Regions from separate parts of the Mus musculus genome. Here regions 1 and 3 are each linked to region 2. The links are chromatin contacts, called in public HiChIP or PLAC-seq and capture Hi-C maps. All regions are on one chromosome and are shown on one strand. Each heading gives the region's core, a stretch centred on a gene start, on an enhancer-like site or on the middle of the called end of the contact. The rest is flanking DNA. Distances are from core to core; before and after follow the strand shown.

Evidence for each region. HiChIP or PLAC-seq counts read pairs in DNA pulled down with a chosen protein or histone mark. Capture Hi-C pulls out chosen DNA fragments and counts their contacts.
Region 1: a contact with region 2 is called in a capture Hi-C map of embryonic stem cells, with 5 times the contacts expected there. The contact joins two enhancer-like sites. A contact is called at or near these places in 11 of 39 promoter capture datasets (the 3T3-L1 cell line, cranial neural crest, frontonasal cranial neural crest and 6 more), 1 of 484 Hi-C or Micro-C datasets (nephron progenitors), 8 of 115 datasets of contacts at active chromatin or transcription factors (bone marrow-derived macrophages, craniofacial prominence, embryonic basal ganglia and 2 more) and 1 of 9 other capture datasets (embryonic stem cells).
Region 3: an H3K27ac HiChIP or PLAC-seq map of embryonic stem cells shows a contact between it and region 2, with 8 times the contacts expected there. The contact joins two enhancer-like sites. A contact is called at or near these places in 1 of 484 Hi-C or Micro-C datasets (cortical neurons) and 4 of 115 datasets of contacts at active chromatin or transcription factors (bone marrow-derived macrophages, embryonic forebrain, embryonic stem cells and 1 more).

Annotation. Positions count from the first base shown.
Region 1 is chr9:31,009,933-31,012,632 of GRCm38.p6, reverse strand. No RefSeq gene overlaps it. Among named protein-coding and RNA genes, the nearest start is that of Gm29724, 7.6 kb to the right of the region's middle. Within about 2 kb of position 1,317, at least 39 of the 459 cell types and tissues checked have an H3K27ac peak or open chromatin away from gene starts, as enhancers often do. A contact at or near this core is called in embryonic stem cells, where this site is marked.
Region 2 is chr9:30,448,744-30,451,443 of GRCm38.p6, reverse strand. The region is part of intron 8 of Snx19 (sorting nexin 19); the gene reads right to left. Among named protein-coding and RNA genes, the nearest start is that of Snx19, 23 kb to the right of the region's middle. Within about 2 kb of position 1,358, at least 17 of the 459 cell types and tissues checked have an H3K27ac peak or open chromatin away from gene starts, as enhancers often do. A contact at or near this core is called in embryonic stem cells, where this site is marked.
Region 3 is chr9:31,146,953-31,149,652 of GRCm38.p6, reverse strand. Aplp2 (amyloid beta (A4) precursor-like protein 2) reads left to right here. Exons shown (of 18, transcript NM_001357698.1): 18 at 1-96. Among named protein-coding and RNA genes, the nearest start is that of St14, 17 kb to the right of the region's middle. Within about 2 kb of position 1,307, at least 40 of the 459 cell types and tissues checked have an H3K27ac peak or open chromatin away from gene starts, as enhancers often do. A contact at or near this core is called in embryonic stem cells, where this site is marked.

The DNA.
Region 1 (2,700 bases), core at 68-2,567, 560 kb before region 2:
GGTGCCTTCCTCTGTTCTCTACCTTAATTAATGTTCTGGTGTATGTGTGTGTGTGTGTGTGTGTGTGTGTGTGTGTGTGTGTGTGTGTGGTACTTGCTTGTGACTGTGTGGAAACATGTATCTCTATGCATGAATGTAGAGGACACTGGGCATCTTCCTCTACTGTCCCCTACATTTTGCCTGAGATACAGTCTCTTGCTAACGCATGTTGTCTGACCAGTGAGCTCTCAGGATCCCCCTGTCTCTGTTCCCTAGTGCTGGGGTTTCAGGTACTCACAGCCATGCCAAGCTTTTATATGGGTGCAGTAGATTTGAATTCGGATCTTCATGTTTGAAAAACAAGTTCTCTGACCCACTTAGCTATCTCCGAGCCCTCCACTTTTTTTTTTTTTTTTTTAAGTCAGGGTCTCTTACTAAACCTGTTTACAGATAGACTAGGCTGGCTGGCTAGCCATGGACATGCAGGGATCTGCCTTTCTTTGCTCTTCCCCACCACCACAGTTACAGACATATACAGATTTTTATGTAGGATCCAAATTCAGGTCCTCGTGCTTGTAAACAAACATTTTACTGACTGGGCCATCTCACCAGATCCTATATTTATATAGTTGATTAAAACAGGAAAAGCTTGGCATGGCTATACCTATAACCCAGCACTAGGAGACAGACCTTTTTTGTACAGTTCAGGATCCATTGCCTAGGGATGGATCCACCCACAATGGGGTGGACCTTTCTATATCAGTTAGCAATCAAGAAAATGCCTCACAGTGGTGTTCACAGGCCAGTAGAATCCAGGCTATCCCTCAGCTGGGACTGACTCAGATAACCCTGGACAGTGTCAAGTTGACAGCTGAAGCTAACTAGGAGGAAGGCCTCCAGGGATAAAACCACATTTCCTGAAGGGGAAGAAATTCCTCTCCAAGACTGCAACACAGAAATCCTGCCTGCTGGTCTGCCCAACAGATTTTAGACGTGACAGCCTCCACACTTATGTGAGCTGACTCTTTAACATAAATATCTCTCTGGCTACATGTATATCCTTTGGGTTCTGTCTCCCTGGAGAACCTTGACTAAATTAGGCTGCTACAGAATTAGTGTATCTGTGAATACAGTGTCAATGTCTCCAAATGATGAATGGGAGAAAGCCCAAGACAGCAGTGACATTGAAGGTATTGACATCTGATGCATAAGAATTCTTTCTCTCCCATACCCCCTTTCACTTGAGACAGGCTCTCTCTTTGTAGCACTGGATACCCTGGAACTCACTGTGTATGTTAGACTGGTCCAGACTCCCAGAGATCTACCTGCCTCCTGAGTACTGGGATTAAAGGCACCCGCCACCACACCCAGCATGAGTACGATCCAGTTCCTCAGGAATCAGGATAGAACTGACTGACTGGATAGGAAGGATTTCAGTCTGGTGTGGAGGGCAAGATATAGGAAATTGGTAATGAGTTCCCTCATGATAAAAGAGTAGAACAGAGCAGTGCTTGCTTTATTGCTTTTGTTTCTTAGTTCTTTTCTGTAAACAAGATTTCCAAAAAGATTGATCTTAAATATAAAGAATTTAGGATTTTGGTTTGTCACAGAGGAAACATCTTTTTGCTTCAGGATGAAAACCAGTTGGAACGTGTCCACACTTAGCTTCAGTTGATTTATTCTCATCAGCTTATTATATGCAAAGCTGAGCGGGCAATGGCCCATATGGTTTGATTTTGATGTCACTTAGAGGAGCTGTTCTCTTGCTTAAATTACCCGGTGGAAGAATTATATTTATTTCTAATTATAGAATATTACATTTAGATGTTTATTCCCTTAAACTTCAAGCTATTTCTCCTATCTGTCCAGTGGGCTTTCCAATCTCTCTGCATACCATGCATTTCCCAAACTCCACCCCAAATAACCATCTGCTCCCACCTCCCACCTCATGCCCCACCTCATGCCCCACACCCCGCCACCACTGTCAATACATTCTACTATTTTTTTGTTTTTTGTTTTGTTTTTTGTTTTTCAAGACAGGGTTTCTCTGTATAGCCCTGGCTGTCCTGTAGACCAGACTGGCCTCGAACTCAGAAATCCACCTGCCTCTGCCTCTGCCTTCCGAGTGCTTCTACCAGAGCTCTTATCTCTCTACACTAGACCCAATTTCCTTCTAAGTTTCTCATTTCAGTGAGTTATTCCTCCATTAGCTAGAAAGCCAAGTGTTCCCATCACCTAAATCTAACTGCTCACTAGGCTTCTGGGTCTTTCCCATCAACCTTTCTTGACTGTATTACTCCCAGATCCTTCCCTTAGCTCAGGAACTTTGGGAAGGTCATAAAACAATTGCCCGTACTGAAGGGAGAGGCTAATTAACATTCCTCAGACCACAGGGTGGGAACCTACCTTCATTCTGCCAGATGGACTGTTGCTGACCTTCAGACAAGGGAAATTTTTGCCATCACATTCCCTAAAGACCAATCAATTTAAAGGGTGCACTGTTCCACCAGTCATACTGTGCCTAGTTGCTGATGCTCTGTTCGGCCCCTGGAAACCATATAAAAATTTCCTGACCGGGCACCAGAGGGTCATGGCCTCTCCTTCAGGTCTGGGGTGACCCCAGTGCAATGGAACAATAAATTCCTGTTGCTTTTTGCATCAGCTCCATGTGGCTCACTCAGGAGGTCCCTGGTAAGCTAAGGCTCCCCAGAGTCTTACACC
Region 2 (2,700 bases), core at 109-2,608:
ACCACAAACCACCAACCAACCAACCCAAACAAAACAAAGACATCAGTAGACTGTATACAACATAACAATGCTTTGTATTTCTGTATTTGCATAAATGCTTGGCCATACATCTTAGATTTACTTTCCTAGTAATGGACTTTTTGAAAGCTAACAATCAAATTAAAATGTTTGCCAAAACTCCAGCCACAGGGTGATTGTTGTCAGGAATATGTTGGTAATAAGTTAGCTGATCTAGAATGAAGAATTTATTATGAAAAATCCATGCAATGGGCAAGTTACACATAGTTATGCATCCTGCTGGAAGGGCCAAGGGGTGAAAGGCAAGGGTTCATGGCCCAGCCATGGCTTCTTTCTACACGCTATAAATCCTGGGGAAGGGAGACAGCTGCCAGCTGCCTATGCTTCGTTCTGTTGGTTTTCTTGGCAAATAAGCCCTGAGGACAGAAAGGACTGAAAGTCAAACATGAGAGAGATGTCTAGATGACTAAGTCCCCCATGTGTTTTAGGAAGTGTTTCTGATGGATGGAACAACACCAAGCTGCTTCCAACCCAGTTTTTGAAATTAGAAAGAAGAAAAGAATGTAGCTGGAAGGAGGTGTGGTGGGGACACAGACAAGCAGCAGAAGCTGGCTCCCTTTCTAAGAAGTATGGCACAGAAAGGAGACACTTGTAGATTCTGGCAAAAATAAGACTAAGTGCAAAGGGTGGTCTGAAGATATTTGTTCCAGAGCTGGACACTGTGACACTTTTAAGACTGTAATTTGAAGATATATTATACAAATCTGCCTCTGAAGATGGTCAAGCCCTCCCCTTTGTTAGTAACCACAGCATAACCTCAAGCACCTCTGACTGACTTTTAAAACAGGAGACTTCCTATGTTGTCTTCTTCACGAAGTTACCAAGATGAAACGAGAAAAAATGAAAACTAAAAATGTTTTTGAAGATGCTGTGTTTGTGTGTGTGACAGAGAAAGTGACCCCACTCGTCCCTTGTACCAACCCTATCAGATCCAGAGAATAGGAAGAAGCCAGTGAGGCTTCATGCCTCAGTTTCCCTCCTTCCCGGCAGCCTCAGGGAAACAAAGATAGAAACAGTAAGCACTGCTGCAGAGTAACTAACCAGATTGAAGAGACGCCTGTTACGTTAGGGGTAACATGAAAACTATGGCAGACTCTCCCCAGAGCATAACTGTTGTTTACTAAACAAGGACACTTTCATTACAGAGACTAGAGGACCCACACTGTCTCATCCCCCCTCTTTGGCCCCTTTGTGAACTGCAGGTCTGGCTCATTCACAGTCCCCAGGTAGTAATCCTGAGCCTGCCTTTCAGTGGAGGGCAAAGGCAGGGAGGTGGCCGAGGTGGGCCAGTAATTAAAAGGGCCACCCATTCAGAAGAAGATTGAGTCAGCCAAGGGGAAAGGGCGGTGAGGGGTGGGAAGCCCTTAGCACCAGGAAGAAAGGCCAGACACAAAGGAAGGAAGAGGCAGAAAGTTAGCAGTTGTCCTGACAACCAGGGCCCCTACTGTTCCTGGTGACTTTAACTCACAGGGGTGCCCCCCTCTTGGCTGAGAGGGGAGCCACCACCCCAGGAAAAGAAGAAAGGAGGCAGAGGAAAGAGAGCTGCCTAATTATGAGCTCTTTATCAGGAGGGTTCCTGCTTCCAAATGTCACCAGTATAAGAAGTACCAGAGTTAGAGTGTGCTCAGCCAAGATTTGGAAGAAAATTACCTGGGATCCTGTTTAAATAAGCAGAGGTAGCAGGACTTCAAGACAGGGTGTGAAAATGGCTACAGAAGGCTAGAAAAGATCAATCTTGCAGACAAAAGATCAACAGGAGAAACATGTCCAAGAGAAAGAAACTGGAAAATCCGAGTTTGATTTGGGAGTAGGAGAGAAAGAAGCGTGAGCAGAGCAGGTTGGGGAAGCACCTGCGTGGGCGTTATCTAATGGCTTCTGCTTTCCTCTCTTTAGGATGCCTTTGAAAAGCTTCTCAAGGCGAAGGCTTTCCTGACACCAAGGAGAGATTCTAAGGACAGCATTGTGGCAGCTCCAGGGTTTTTGCATGGTGGCAACTCTGTGTGAATCAGCAATAGTTAGAAAGCAGAGGGAAATAATACATACAACTAGAAAGGGAAAAACCACAGTGGGGAGAGGAAGGGCTGTTGGGGCTAATGCTGACGCTGCACTACACAGCCAGGCTCCCACACAGGAGCCCTAACTCCTTGAGAACCGCGCTCCAGTGCTGCTGGCATGCCCATGGAGTGAGACTGAAGCGTGTACCTGGATGTGCACATCTGCTCCTTCACTGCTCCACTGTCACTTTCTTCCTCTGCAAGGCACTTGATGGCAATGCTAAGGACAGAGTGAGGATCGGAATGGAGTATGGCTCAGTGGCAGAGCACTGGCCTACCACCTACTTTACACAGACTTATCATCGTGCATATTTAAGGCTTTGGGATCCAAAAGGCCTAAATATGGGCTAAAGAGTACCGACAAAATTCTCTCAATTCAGATGTCTGTCCGGCTCATTATTACCACAGACCTGTTGTTCGTTCTGATCTCAATATATCAGTTCCAGCACTGAACTCTTAAAGGATGGAAGCCACTCAAAAGGCCATCTCTGACGAGACTGACTAGAGAACAGTGTGCTGAGGCCCCATCAGGTCAGGGAGGAGGGGAAATGTGAAAGATGAAAGACAC
Region 3 (2,700 bases), core at 58-2,557, 700 kb before region 2:
TGCACAGATTGAAACTTCACCTACAAACCTGTTAGTGTGATCTGTGGAGAATGTACAGAACTTAACTACATCAATAAACACTTTAACGTCCCCTGAGCACCTTGTGTTCCTGACCATGGCTTCGATCTATGCTGATGGAGCGTTCTAGGCCTGCTTTTGGGGATGAAGGGTGTCTATCTTCCTTCAGTGAAGAGTTACTAGCCTGTATTACAGTGGCCATAGTAAGTTGAATCAAGAGCTCCGTTTTCATTCCAAAAAGAAGGAGAAAGTGACTGGCTTGCTGGCTGTTGTGGGATAATCTCAGCACTGTGGGGGAGGGGTTGCTCACACGGAGGACTGATGAGGTGACGGCCACTATTGAGCGGGTAGCAAGACCCTATTTTACGCGCAAAGAAAGATGAAGGAAAGCCTGCCTGTGGCATTTTGCAAAATTTAAGTCAAGACTTCTTCCCACTGTTAAGAATAATGTCAATAGAGCTTATGGCTGAATTTTCAGGAAGCTGTCCATAGCCGCTGCGGCGTCTGAGCTTAAGTGACTTGCCACTAGAAGTCCCTGTGCTCAGCGACTTGGGCTTTTAGCTGCTTCCAGGGCTTTGGGCCTGAGCACTGTTATCACTCAGTCTTAAATACTATGCTACAAGAGTTGATACATGTTATGAAACATGCAGTTACTGGGGTCATACCGTATGAGTTTCTAAGCCAGTAAGCATAGGGTGGGGACATGCTGCCAGCAGTCTGATTCTCTGTTAACATTCAACACTGCCCAGCTGCTTCTATGATGTCCCCTCAGGTTACTGCCCAAGAGAGTCACAAAGAGAGAGAGACCTTTATATTTGAAGTGGCTTTAAAGAGGTACCACTGGACCCTCTATTGCGGCCTGGGAAATGACTTTGCCATTCATTATCTAATTCAAAATACAGCTTTGTTTATTTGTCTATTGTCTGTTCACGGATTCTCAAGTATTGTGTGGCTTGGCTATCTTTGCAAGCCAACCCCAGTCCAAGTCTATCCAACTGGTCAGCTCTCAGAACTTGTCACCAGCACTCTGTTGACAGTGGTGTTCTGGGTGTTGAGAGCTTGTGAGAGGACCGTGCATGACCCACAGTGGATTAGCTACAGTAGAGGTTGGGTCAGAACACAAGAATTCCTGCAGCCAGGCCTGTGTGTGTCTCTCCCTGTACGGGTTTGCTTTGCACTCAGCAAGGCGTTGACTCATTTAATTGACTTCGCCTTAAACTGTAGAGGTAGTTGTGTTTATGGTAGCCATATAGTGATTACATTTTGTAAGGAAACACCCACAGAAATGTAAAGCGGGAACTGCCCTTTGACCTCACCCAAGCAGGACGGCTCCCTCATGGGCACAGAAAGAAACTTACTCATCTCCTGGTTTCTGCTTGGATGACTAAGCTGTGACCTCTGGGGAATGTGGCCCTGCCCACCTTGCAGTAAACCTCAGGTGCTGGCTGCTATTGAGAGTGAAGGGCCTATCTGCCTGTTCGCTCTCAGTTGCAAATCCGAGCCCAGTGGCTGAGATCTGTGCCTGACCCAGCTATGTAGATGACCTGCTGTGGTTTCCGTTGCTTTGACAATCGATACTCTTATTTTTGAAGACATGGGTTAGAGTGCAGTAAGTCTCTGAGATTCCAGAGGATCCAGGGGGCATATCCATAGAAACATACTGTCAGATTCTTAGGAGAGGACAAGGACAAGGGCAGAGCAAAATGAAGTAAAGGGGCATCTTGATTGTAGCTGAAACATGACCCCCGCATCACCTGCACCACCTCATGACACAGCCGGAGTCTGGTTCTGACAAAAAGGAATATTTCCCTTTATTTATAAAATGAAGAGGCCGATGTCTCTTGCCACTTTGCCTATGAAATAGGCATGTCTTTCTGTCCTTTGTGGTCTTGGTCACAGACGTCATTAGTCAGTTCTTCTGTCGAGCAGCCCAGAGATTAGGCGTAAATTACATTTCCCCAAAATCTTTGAAATAGATTAGAGAGGACTTGGGAAGTCTCTAGATTTCTGGCCAAGAATATCCAGATCTGGGTAACAATTTGAAAGTCAAATATTGGGTGACAGCGGTGCACTCCTACAGGAGTGCCAGTCCTGGGGAGGCTGGGGCACGACAACTACTGAAGGCCAGCCTGGTTTTTATAGTTCAGAACCAACTTGGACTACGTAGGAGACCCTGTATCAGGATGTGTGTGTATTTGTGTGTATGTTTATGGATGTGGATGGATGGGTGTGTGCACATACACATGGAAACTCGTAATTGATGTTAAATGTCTTCCTCAGTTTTTTCTCCACCTTAAAAACAATTTGTGTGTGTGTGTGTATGCTGTATTTGTATATGTCTGCAGAGGACATCAGACACCCAGGGGCTGGAGTTACAGAGTTTGTGTGCTGTCCATCATTCAGTTAGGAACTGAATCCCAATCTCTTGGAAGCAAGTACTCTAAATAACTGCTCCAGCCCAGTCCACTTAGTCCCTCACTAAACCTGGCTCCCCCCTTTGGCTAGGCAGATCAGCTCAGGAACCCTTTACCTCCCAGGGCTGGAATTACAAGGGGATGCGCTTTGCCCAGCCTTCGGCCCTTGTGTGAGTCCTGGGAACTGACGTCAGATGCCCGTGCTCATACAACAAGCACGCTGACAACCATTTTCCCAGCCTCCAACTGAGCAGAGCTGTGCCTAACC